Regions from separate parts of the Sus scrofa genome. Here region 1 is linked to region 2. A link is a contact called in public HiChIP or PLAC-seq data. All regions are on one chromosome and are shown on one strand. The core of a region is the stretch at or near the end of the contact, and the rest is flanking DNA. Distances in the headings are between cores, read along the strand shown.

What was found. HiChIP or PLAC-seq counts read pairs in DNA pulled down with a chosen protein or histone mark.
Region 1: a contact with region 2 is called in an H3K27ac HiChIP or PLAC-seq map of alveolar macrophages. The contact joins two enhancer-like sites. A contact is called at or near these places in 11 of 47 Hi-C or Micro-C datasets (embryonic fibroblasts, fetal heart ventricle, fetal liver and 6 more) and 1 of 2 datasets of contacts at active chromatin or transcription factors (alveolar macrophages).

The regions. Positions count from the first base shown.
Region 1 is chr17:52,079,134-52,083,495 of Sscrofa11.1, reverse strand. It overlaps PTPN1 (protein tyrosine phosphatase, non-receptor type 1), which reads right to left. Exons shown (of 10, transcript NM_001113435.1): 6 at 2,966-3,175; 7 at 2,381-2,542; 8 at 1,779-2,002; 9 at 47-218. Among named protein-coding and RNA genes, the nearest start is that of PTPN1, 64 kb to the right of the region's middle. Within about 2 kb of position 1,570, at least 2 of the 83 cell types and tissues checked have an H3K27ac peak or open chromatin away from gene starts, as enhancers often do. A contact at or near this core is called in alveolar macrophages, where this site is marked.
Region 2 is chr17:51,998,047-52,002,832 of Sscrofa11.1, reverse strand. No RefSeq gene overlaps it. Among named protein-coding and RNA genes, the nearest start is that of PTPN1, 17 kb to the left of the region's middle. Within about 2 kb of position 2,567, at least 1 of the 83 cell types and tissues checked has an H3K27ac peak or open chromatin away from gene starts, as enhancers often do. A contact at or near this core is called in alveolar macrophages, where this site is marked.

The DNA.
Region 1 (4,362 bases), core at 321-2,820, 82 kb before region 2:
TTCTGTACACGCGGTCTGGCCAGCACGTCCGTCAGTGAAAACATACCCGGTAGCAGAGGTACGCGCCAGCGGTGAGGACTGTGGCCATGCACATGTTGACCAGGAAGGGCTTCCAGGGAGTCAACGCCTGGTCCTGCTCCTCCTTGGGTGGTGATGGCTCTCCCTGGGCAGAACCTGCCCCCACGACCCGCCTTCTGACTTCAGTGTCTTGACTCGCGCTGAGGAATGAGGGGGGCAAAGGTGGGTTACTCACTCTGGGGAAAACAATGGCAGGGACACTATTATTATGGAAGGTATTCTAGGAAAAGATGAGCCACATGCAAACGGAGCTTGGCAATGTTGACACTGACCGGAGGCCCGCTGTTACTACCTCCACCGCAGGGCCCTACAGCCAGGGTAGGGTTCTGGAGGCCCCAGGACTCCAGCCTAGAGATGGAGGGTGGCTAAGGGCCTAAGGAAAAATACAGCCACTGGTGCAAACAGGTGCCAACTTTGCCCTGGGGCTGCTGAAAGAATGTACCCTTCAGATCAGGGAAGGCAATGGCATGGCCCCCAGCCTTCCACTCCCTCCCCGGGACCCCAGCAGACTGACACGCAGAGAGGCCTTTGATGCTACGGACACGCGGACATCATGCACCTCCTGTGCCGGCCCTGTGATGAGGAGCAGCTGCATGAAAGACTGGGACTTGGAAACCAGCATTTGGCAAAGTATCCAGGTGAGATTTCTGATGATCAATTTAGCCACAGAACCAATGGGGCACACATCGCGGGTAACCTCTTTTATCATGCACACCTGTTGTGACGTCTGGCCACAACGCTACATCTTGACTCCACACGGTAACAGCTGTAAAACAGCCAACACAGGGGGAAGGCAAATTTATCTGCTCCCTGGATATATAACCTGCTCTTCTCTAGTCTTTCACAATTACAAATGATGACACCACTATAAGGCCTCTAGCTATACATCTCTGCACACCTGCCTGAGAACTGCTGCAGGCTGAATTTCTAGATGTAGATAAATGCGGGGTCGAGACCGTGCACCAATCGTAAACCACCCTCCAAAAAAGCAGACAAGGGCACTGCCTCCAGTCTCAGGCCTGGGCTAACTCTGCTTCATTCATCCTTCAAGCTTCTGCATGACGCCACCTCCTGCAGGCAGCCTTCCTTGACCACCCACAGAAGGCTGAGTGTCCCTTCTCAAAGGCTGACCACTTCAGCGCACACCTCCATTACAACACTGTCCACAGGCCCCACCACAATCTACTGCTCCCTTCCTGACAAAACCATCTAGAACACAGACCAGGGGCCATGGTCTAGTTATCTCAGTGTTCGACACGCATCAGTAGGTGCTCGGTAATCTTTGTCGAACTGCAAGGAAGCAAAATGGTGATCAGGTTAATCAAGGCTAAACGAAAAGGTTAAGTTCCCCAAAAACCAGTGGGGGCTGAAAGGACATGCTCAAGCCTGGATATCAGTTTCAGGACTGGCCTGAAGCCTGGGGGAGGCTTCTGTCAGCACTGGTGCTGAAGGTCTGACTCAGCTACACCAGACATGATTTCAACAAGCACCAGCAGGTGGTGCTAGGCCCACACTAAAGTCAGTCAGTCACCAGGCCCAACCCTGGGAAGCAGTGATGGTCCAGGACCCCATCCCCCAAGGACAAAGAAGTGGTGCTTGCTAAAAGAAGCCTATATCCACAGGTTTCAATATCAACATGTATTTCTGGAACAAAAGGCCACTTCCCCAGCCCCCAGGATGCCAGGACCCTCTCACATTACCTTTCTAGGCTGCAGGAGACGTTTAAGGGGGTTCTGGTTTCTTCCTTGATAGGGCCATCTTCTTTATCCTCCTCAGTCTCATCCTTTACCCACTGGTGGTTTGGGAAGAACTCCTTGCATTTCCCATTGTGCGGCTCCAGGATTCGTTTGGGAGGCCGAGGAGGCGGGGGGACGTGCTCTGGTGGGGGCTCCAGGTCCTCGTGGGAGAGTTCCTTCCATTGCTCCTTGAAAAAGCAGCAAGGAGAAGTCTCATGAGATTTCACATTTGGCTGATTTATCAAGGAATGCTCCCCTTTAAGTGGGCAGAGGTGAGGGCTCGTGAGGGACCCTCCCAGCTTCTTGGGTCTCCAGCCACGTCCTTGGAAGATGAGGTGTTCTGCAAATAAAGTCTATTCTGCCTACTAATGCTCTCTATGTGAGCTCTTCAAAGGCAGAAACTGGAACGTGGTGAAAACTTCCACAACTCCAGCTATTTAAATATGAAGGGTAACTATTTCCTCTGACACAGGATACTTTTGAACTTTTTACAACGAATAGCCTCCTTATTTAGAGGCAAAAATTTAAAACCAACACACCTGGGTTAAAGCAAAAGCAATGCTGACCTGTACTGAAGAGTCTCCCATGATGAATTTGGCACCCTCGATCACAGCCAGGTAGGAGAAACGGAGCTGGTCTGCTGTCTGGATCAGTCCCATCCGAAACTTCCTCATTTCTAATAGAACTTTCTTGATATCAACAGAAGAAGGGTCTTTCCTTTTGTCCATCTGAAAGCCAGAGAGGAGACACAGGCCAGTGAGGTCCAAGTCTCAAGCACCATGTGACTTTCAAAAGGGAAGAGTATACCAATTCCTCCTTAGGAAAGGAGTATACCAATTCCTCCTTAGGAAAAATCAGTGAGGTTGGCAGAAGTCTAGAAAATAGAGCAGTAAATCTGGGACCATGTAAGGGGAAAAAAATCAGAGGGAAGGGGATTCTTTGGATCTTCCCAGCTTCCACAATAAAATTAAGAGCATCCTTTCAAACGAAGCTATTTGGGGAAAGGCTCCTTTCACAGGAGGGAAGCTGTTAAAAAGTGAAGGTCAAAGCTAGTTTACTGCAGAAACACTAACGGAGAGGCTCTGGCCAAGCCAGAGTGGAGGTTCAAGTGTGGTCCCTTCTCTTCCCTGGGTCTTCAAGGGCCTTCTTACCAGCAAGAGGCAAGTGTCAGCCAGACAGAAGGTCCCCGACCTGCCGATACCGGCACTGCAGTGCACCACGATGGGGCCATGCTCCAGGCTGAGGGACCCCGACTCACGGACTTTGAAAAGAAAGTTCAGGAATGAGGCTGGCGATTCGGGGACTCCAAAGTCAGGCCATGTGGTATAGTGGAAATGTAAGATCTCTCGAGTTTCTTGAGACTGAAAGAGAAACATACTCGTGATGATTCTAAGAGATTCGCCTGTTCAGAAATCACTAATTTCAAGTAAGCACGAAGTGCCTCCCCATCCACCAAACTTGATTCTCAGATTTTCTCCCCAAGTCCACAAGCCCAGTCAGCAAACACCTGGCCCCACGTGGACCCCAGGCTGCTCCTGCTTCAATGTCACCTCCTTTAAGATGCCAAGTCTTGCCCACAAGAGCTCTCGTTTCCGGTGTTCCTCTCACTGCTGCTGTCTTCATGGTTATGACTGATTTCTCTCCTTCCCGTAAGTCAAAGTGATGCTGACTGCCAGCCACAACAAGCTGGTCATCAATGCCTCAGGTTTTCTCACGAAAGCGTGGAAACAACTGCATGTGTGAGGCCCCGGCTCTGGGTATCTCAGGGCTTTACAAGACTATCTGGACCCCTCTGAGGACTGTCATTTTACAGAAAAAAGTTACCAACTGGTAACTGGTAGGGTGCCATGTGAGGCTCAATACCTGGCTAAACGGATGGTCCATGGGGAGGAGGGTGCAGCAAGACCAGCTGCACTGGCCCCACAAGCTGTCTTCCAGCGCTGGGCACAGAGCTCACCGAGTACTCGCACCATTCCCTCGCAGCATGTAGTCCCATTAGTCCCATTTTCGAGATTAGGAGGCTGAGGCTTGGCAGCCAACCCTCCACTAGGTGGAGGAGCAGGAGTTTAAATCTATGCTTGCTTGACTCCAGAGCCCACGTCCAGCAACTGATGCAGGTACACATGAAAGGCAGACCCTGGCCCCTGCCCCTATTTCTCCCCAGGCCCTAGCTGCTCCCTGTAGAACAGAAAGAAGGCAGCCTCTGATGTTTCCAGCTCTGCTCCTTCCTCAGAGCCTATGAGAGGCTGCTTCCAGGATGGACAGACGGTCTCCAGTAGCAACAATCAAAATGTGGTTCTTGCTGAGGAGAGCACCCAAGATCGCACTAAGCTAAGAGCCCACAGTCATGGGAGCCAGTCGCAGGGTGACTGAGGCCTGCAGACAGGAACCACACCAGCTGTGCGGCACCACAGGCCAAGGCAGTGCCGGGGTCACCTGGAGAGCTGCTGATGGCGAAGCGCTTGGGGTCCGAGACCCACTGAGGAGCCACGTCTCCCTTCCTTTGGCAAATGTCCACAATATGCCTCCCATGGGCCAGGCAAGATGA
Region 2 (4,786 bases), core at 1,318-3,817:
TACAACGAGACACCAACATCCAATGCTTTCACTGACACGTGGAATCTGAAAAAAGGGCAGACTGAACTTCTTTGCAGAACAGATGCTGACTCACAGACATTGAAAAACTTATGGTCTCTGGAGGAGAGAGTTTGGGGGGTGGGGGGATGTGCTTGGGCTATGGGACGGAAATCCTGTGAAATCAGATTGTGATGATCATTATACAACTACAGATGTGATAAATTAATTTGAGTAATAAAAATAAAAATAAAAATAAAGGAAAATTCTGTGTTCTGAAGTGTCAGCAGAGGTTGAAAAATCCTGGCTTAGACTAATTAGGCCTTCTTGCCCCTGGGGTGTAATAGTTGGTGGGGAGTCACAATGTCTACTGCAAACATTTTTCAGAATTAGTTTGTCACTCTGTTGGAAATTTAGATTTCAGAGAGGGTTTGTTTGGCTTGGCCCCGGTGACTTAGCCACTCACAGGCTAAAAGAGTTTAAGGCATTGTGGTTGACCAGTAGTTCCCCCACAGGAAGATTCGGGCACAGGAAGTGGGAAGGGATGTTAAACAAGCAGAAGAAAACAAGAAAGTCCACCTCAACTTCTTGAGGAGCTTAAGCTCTTGATGCTGCTGGCGGGGGGTGGGGGGGCAAGGTTCATGTCCTAACTGAAAACCCATAAAACTGTGATGTGCTTTTGCAGTGATACTCCCCTCAAAGAAGAAGAGAGAGACATCCCAGGATGAAATAGGGCAGGGGGAAGCATGCAACATCCCGGGATGATATTGGGGAGGAGTGGGTGGAGAAAGAGCAAGATACTTGTTAGCTTGACTTCAAAGATGCCTGTTATTCATTCTTTCTCTTGAGATATGGGCTCTATTGTTCTGCCCCCTTGAATCTGGACTGGCCTTGACTTTGTGTCTGTTTGACCAATAGAACAGGGTGAAAGTGCTGCTGGGCCAGTTCTAGGCTTCGTGCTTTGTGTAGCCCTGAGCCACCATGGAAGTTCAGGCTACTCCAGTGGGAGAGCCCTGAGATGCCATCTGCAATGTCCAGTTCAAATCAAGATAACGTCAAGCCCAGTAGCCATCTGTTTGCAACGGCATGAGACTCACTCAGCCGAGTCCAGTCAACCCATAAAACTGCCAATGAGAATAATAAACTGCTGTTTTTAAGCCACTAAATTTGGGGCTGGTTTGTCATGCATCACCCGATAGCTAGAACAATACATGAAAATACTATCATATAAAATTGAGATTTCTATTTTCATATTTACTAACATTTTAATAAAAATATTTTTATTATAAAAGTAACATAAGGGGTTCCCATCATGGCTCAGCGGTGTGAACTAGTGTCCAAGAGGACACAGGTTCGATCCCTGGCCTCCCTCAGTGGGTTAAGGATCCAGCATTTCCATGAACTGTGATGTAGATGGCAGGTACAGCTCGGATCCTGCATTGCTGTGGCTGTGGTGTAGGCTGGCAGCTGTAGCTCCGATTTGACTTCTAGCCTGGGAACTTCCATATGCCATGGGTGAGGCCCTAAAAAGACAATAAATAAAATAAAATAAAAGTAATATATGTGTTATCAAAAATGGAGAAAAGAAACATCTTAGTTACATCGATTTAACATCAATCACAATCACTCTTAGGATTTTAGGGTTAGGGTTTGGGTTTTTCCCCCTTTACAATATGTCATCCTTACTGTACATTGCCTTCAAGTATGTGTAACCAGCAACCCATACGAATAATGCTATAAATAGCCACTTACAGTAGATAGAATAATGGTCCCTACAAAGAAATCTATGCTCTAAACCTCAGAACCTATAAATGTGTTACTTTATGTGGCAGAAGGGACTTCGTGAGTAGGTTAATGATATTGAGATGGGGAGATTATCCTGGATTATCTCCGTGGGCCCAATGGAGCAAAAAGGGTCCTTATAAAAGGGAGGCAGGTGGGTCAAAGTCAGAGAAAACGATGTAAATAAGGAATCAGGGTCTAAGAGAGTGATCAGAAGATGCCATGCTGTTTTCTTTGAAGATGGAGGATGTGCCACGAGCCAAGAAGCTGGAAAAGGCAAGGAAACAGATTCCTGCCTGGAGACTCTGAAAGGAATGGAGATCTGCAAACGCCCTTATTTTTTTTTTTTTTTTAGCTCCATAAGACCCATCTTCTGACTTTGTAATTATAAGGCAATAACTTCGCATTACTTTCAGCCACTAGGTTTGTGATAATTTGAAACAGCAACCATAGGAAACTAACATATCACCTTATTTAGCATTTAACACACAGTATCTTATTTAATTTTCACAACAACTCTCTGAGGCAGGTTCTACTACCACCTGCATTTTAGAAATGAGGAAGCTGGTGCTCAGAAAGCCGAAGGGACTTCCTCAGGTCCCAGAGCTACTAAAAGGCAGAGTCAAGGACCCACGCTGGCCCTGCCATTTATGGTTACACATATAAATACCACTAGTATAGGATTTATTTGGACTCAGGTAAACATACAGACATTGGTCTATGCCTCTGTCATGTTGCCATTTTTTTTTCATTGTTTGTTCCTGTATTAACATCGTGACTTCTGTGGAAGTCCCCAGCAGCCATCAGAAGAAAACCACAGTTTTGAAATTGCATGAGCTTTTGACTCATTGGTCTTTATTGCTGTTGGCACTAAAGAGTCTCATTTAAAAAGTTGAAATCCCAATTCACTTTGGGGTTTGGGTGGACCAGATATAATTTTGAAGGACGCTTGTATCTTGACTGTTATGTCAATCTCCTGCTTTTGAGCCTGGTTTGAGTAACAGTTAAAGAAGCGCTATAAGACCTCTTAAATGGGCCCTAAAGGCATCTATAATCTGAAGATAGCCAAGAGTATGAGCAAATAAGATTCTTTTCTATTTAGTGGAATTTCCCCCTCTGAGGGGAAGGTTGATTGATCCATGAACTAAGCTCACACAGACTGGTGTGAAGTCCAGCATTGTCTCCAGACAGCTTTGGCATTGACCTGTTTGGACCATCTTTTGCTTATGTGTAGAAAACTGTCATTCCTCACCCCCAACACCAAACACCTGCATTTCCATAAAGTTCTCCCACTTGCTTACATGCGAGTGTGGTCCCACCCGTCCTGGATTCTCACGCCCTCTTAAACTTAAACTGTTTAAGTTCTGACCAAACTTGATTTCCCCTTGAATGTCCAACTGATAGTCCTATTGTAGAGTCTTCTGAAATAATTTTTTAAACTCTTTTTTATGAAGACTTCATCTATAGTAATGTCTATATTTAGGGTCCAGTTCTTCAGTATGAAACATCCTACTTGCACAAGACTGTCCCCAACAATGGAAAAATCCAGCCCAAAATATCCATCAGGCTGAGACTGAGAATCTGCATCTCAGCTGTGATCAAATAATTTCCTTTCATTGGTGGCCTTCTCTTCTCCCTCTCACTCCCACTCTAAAGATCTGTACTTCCATGCCTCCCACATGTGTTGTTTAGTGGTTTAGTGTCTCTTTTCCTGCTGTAACATAAACTCTAAGGGGAAAGGATTTTGTCTGTCTTGTCTCACCATATATTGGCTACTTAATAAATGTACTGAATAAATGAAAAGTGCAAATGAAATTCGTAAAGTATCTTTAAAATTTAGGGACACCAAAAAAAAATTTAAGGACACCATAAGGCTTTTCTCAACCTCAGTCTTGATAACCTCCTAAACATCATTTAGGAAAAAGTAGATGTGTGGGGTGGGGGTGGGGGGCTGGTAGACATTGTTTTTGCAGACTAAATCTGAGCTGGAATTTCAGCACTGCCAGTTAACTGCCACATTACCAAGAGCAAGTCACATTCCTCTCTGAACCCAGTTTTCTCATCTGTAAAATGGGAATTATAAAAACAAGATTAAATGTACTAATGCATGTCAGTGCCCTGCACTTTGTAAACGTTGGCTTTGCACCTTCTTCTCTGTTCCCTCTTTCTTGAGTTTCCTGACCAGCATTGGTGCCTATGATCGTCTCTTTCAGCCCATCCTGGAGGACTGCCTGAAGCTTGGTGGACAGTTTTGTACATGGTTATGGCTTCCAACCTCCAGCATCTGCATCACTGCCCAGGGCCCATGTGCTCAGTGTGTACACAGCAGGTCACAAGGGAAATGCCTGGGAATTGATAGCCCTAGGCAGTACCTTCAACCACTGGGAGATGGGTGCTGTGGATAAATGTCCCAGAGGTTCCCACTGAGATTGGGCCCCAGTTGCACATAAAGGGAACCAACTCACTGACATACCCTTTATTCTGGTCCTCCCTTCCCTACCTCATTTTCCCACTCCTTTGTTCTTCTTCTTGGGGTTGTCTCCCAAATAAACTACTTGCACCTAGGGAGTAGCAGTTGTTACTGAGTTTGTGAGCCTCAGATTTTATCATTTTCCCAGCTTCACTTGCCCAACTAATAGCTGCTAGCGTCTTCATCTTTTTGTATGAGTTTGTTTTTTTTCCTGGCTGTTGGACCTCCCTCGCAGACTGGAAGTATTGGAGAACTAGGACTCTCTCCCTTCCACCCAGATGCAGCCATCAACCTGTGCCTGGAAAGAGGTGATATATAAATACCCCAGCTCCCTGGTCCCTCGGGTAGGATAACTCTGAAACACATGTTCTACACTGGTGAGGCGAAGCTCCAGTTACCCATGGCAGTAACTGTCTTGATAACTTGCTTAATTTCGGTTGTTCTCTCTTCCCTTCTTTCTCCTTCCCTACTGAATAAAATACTTGTCCTTGAATCTTTGTCTCAGGCTCTGCCTCTGGGGAAACCCAAACTAAGATA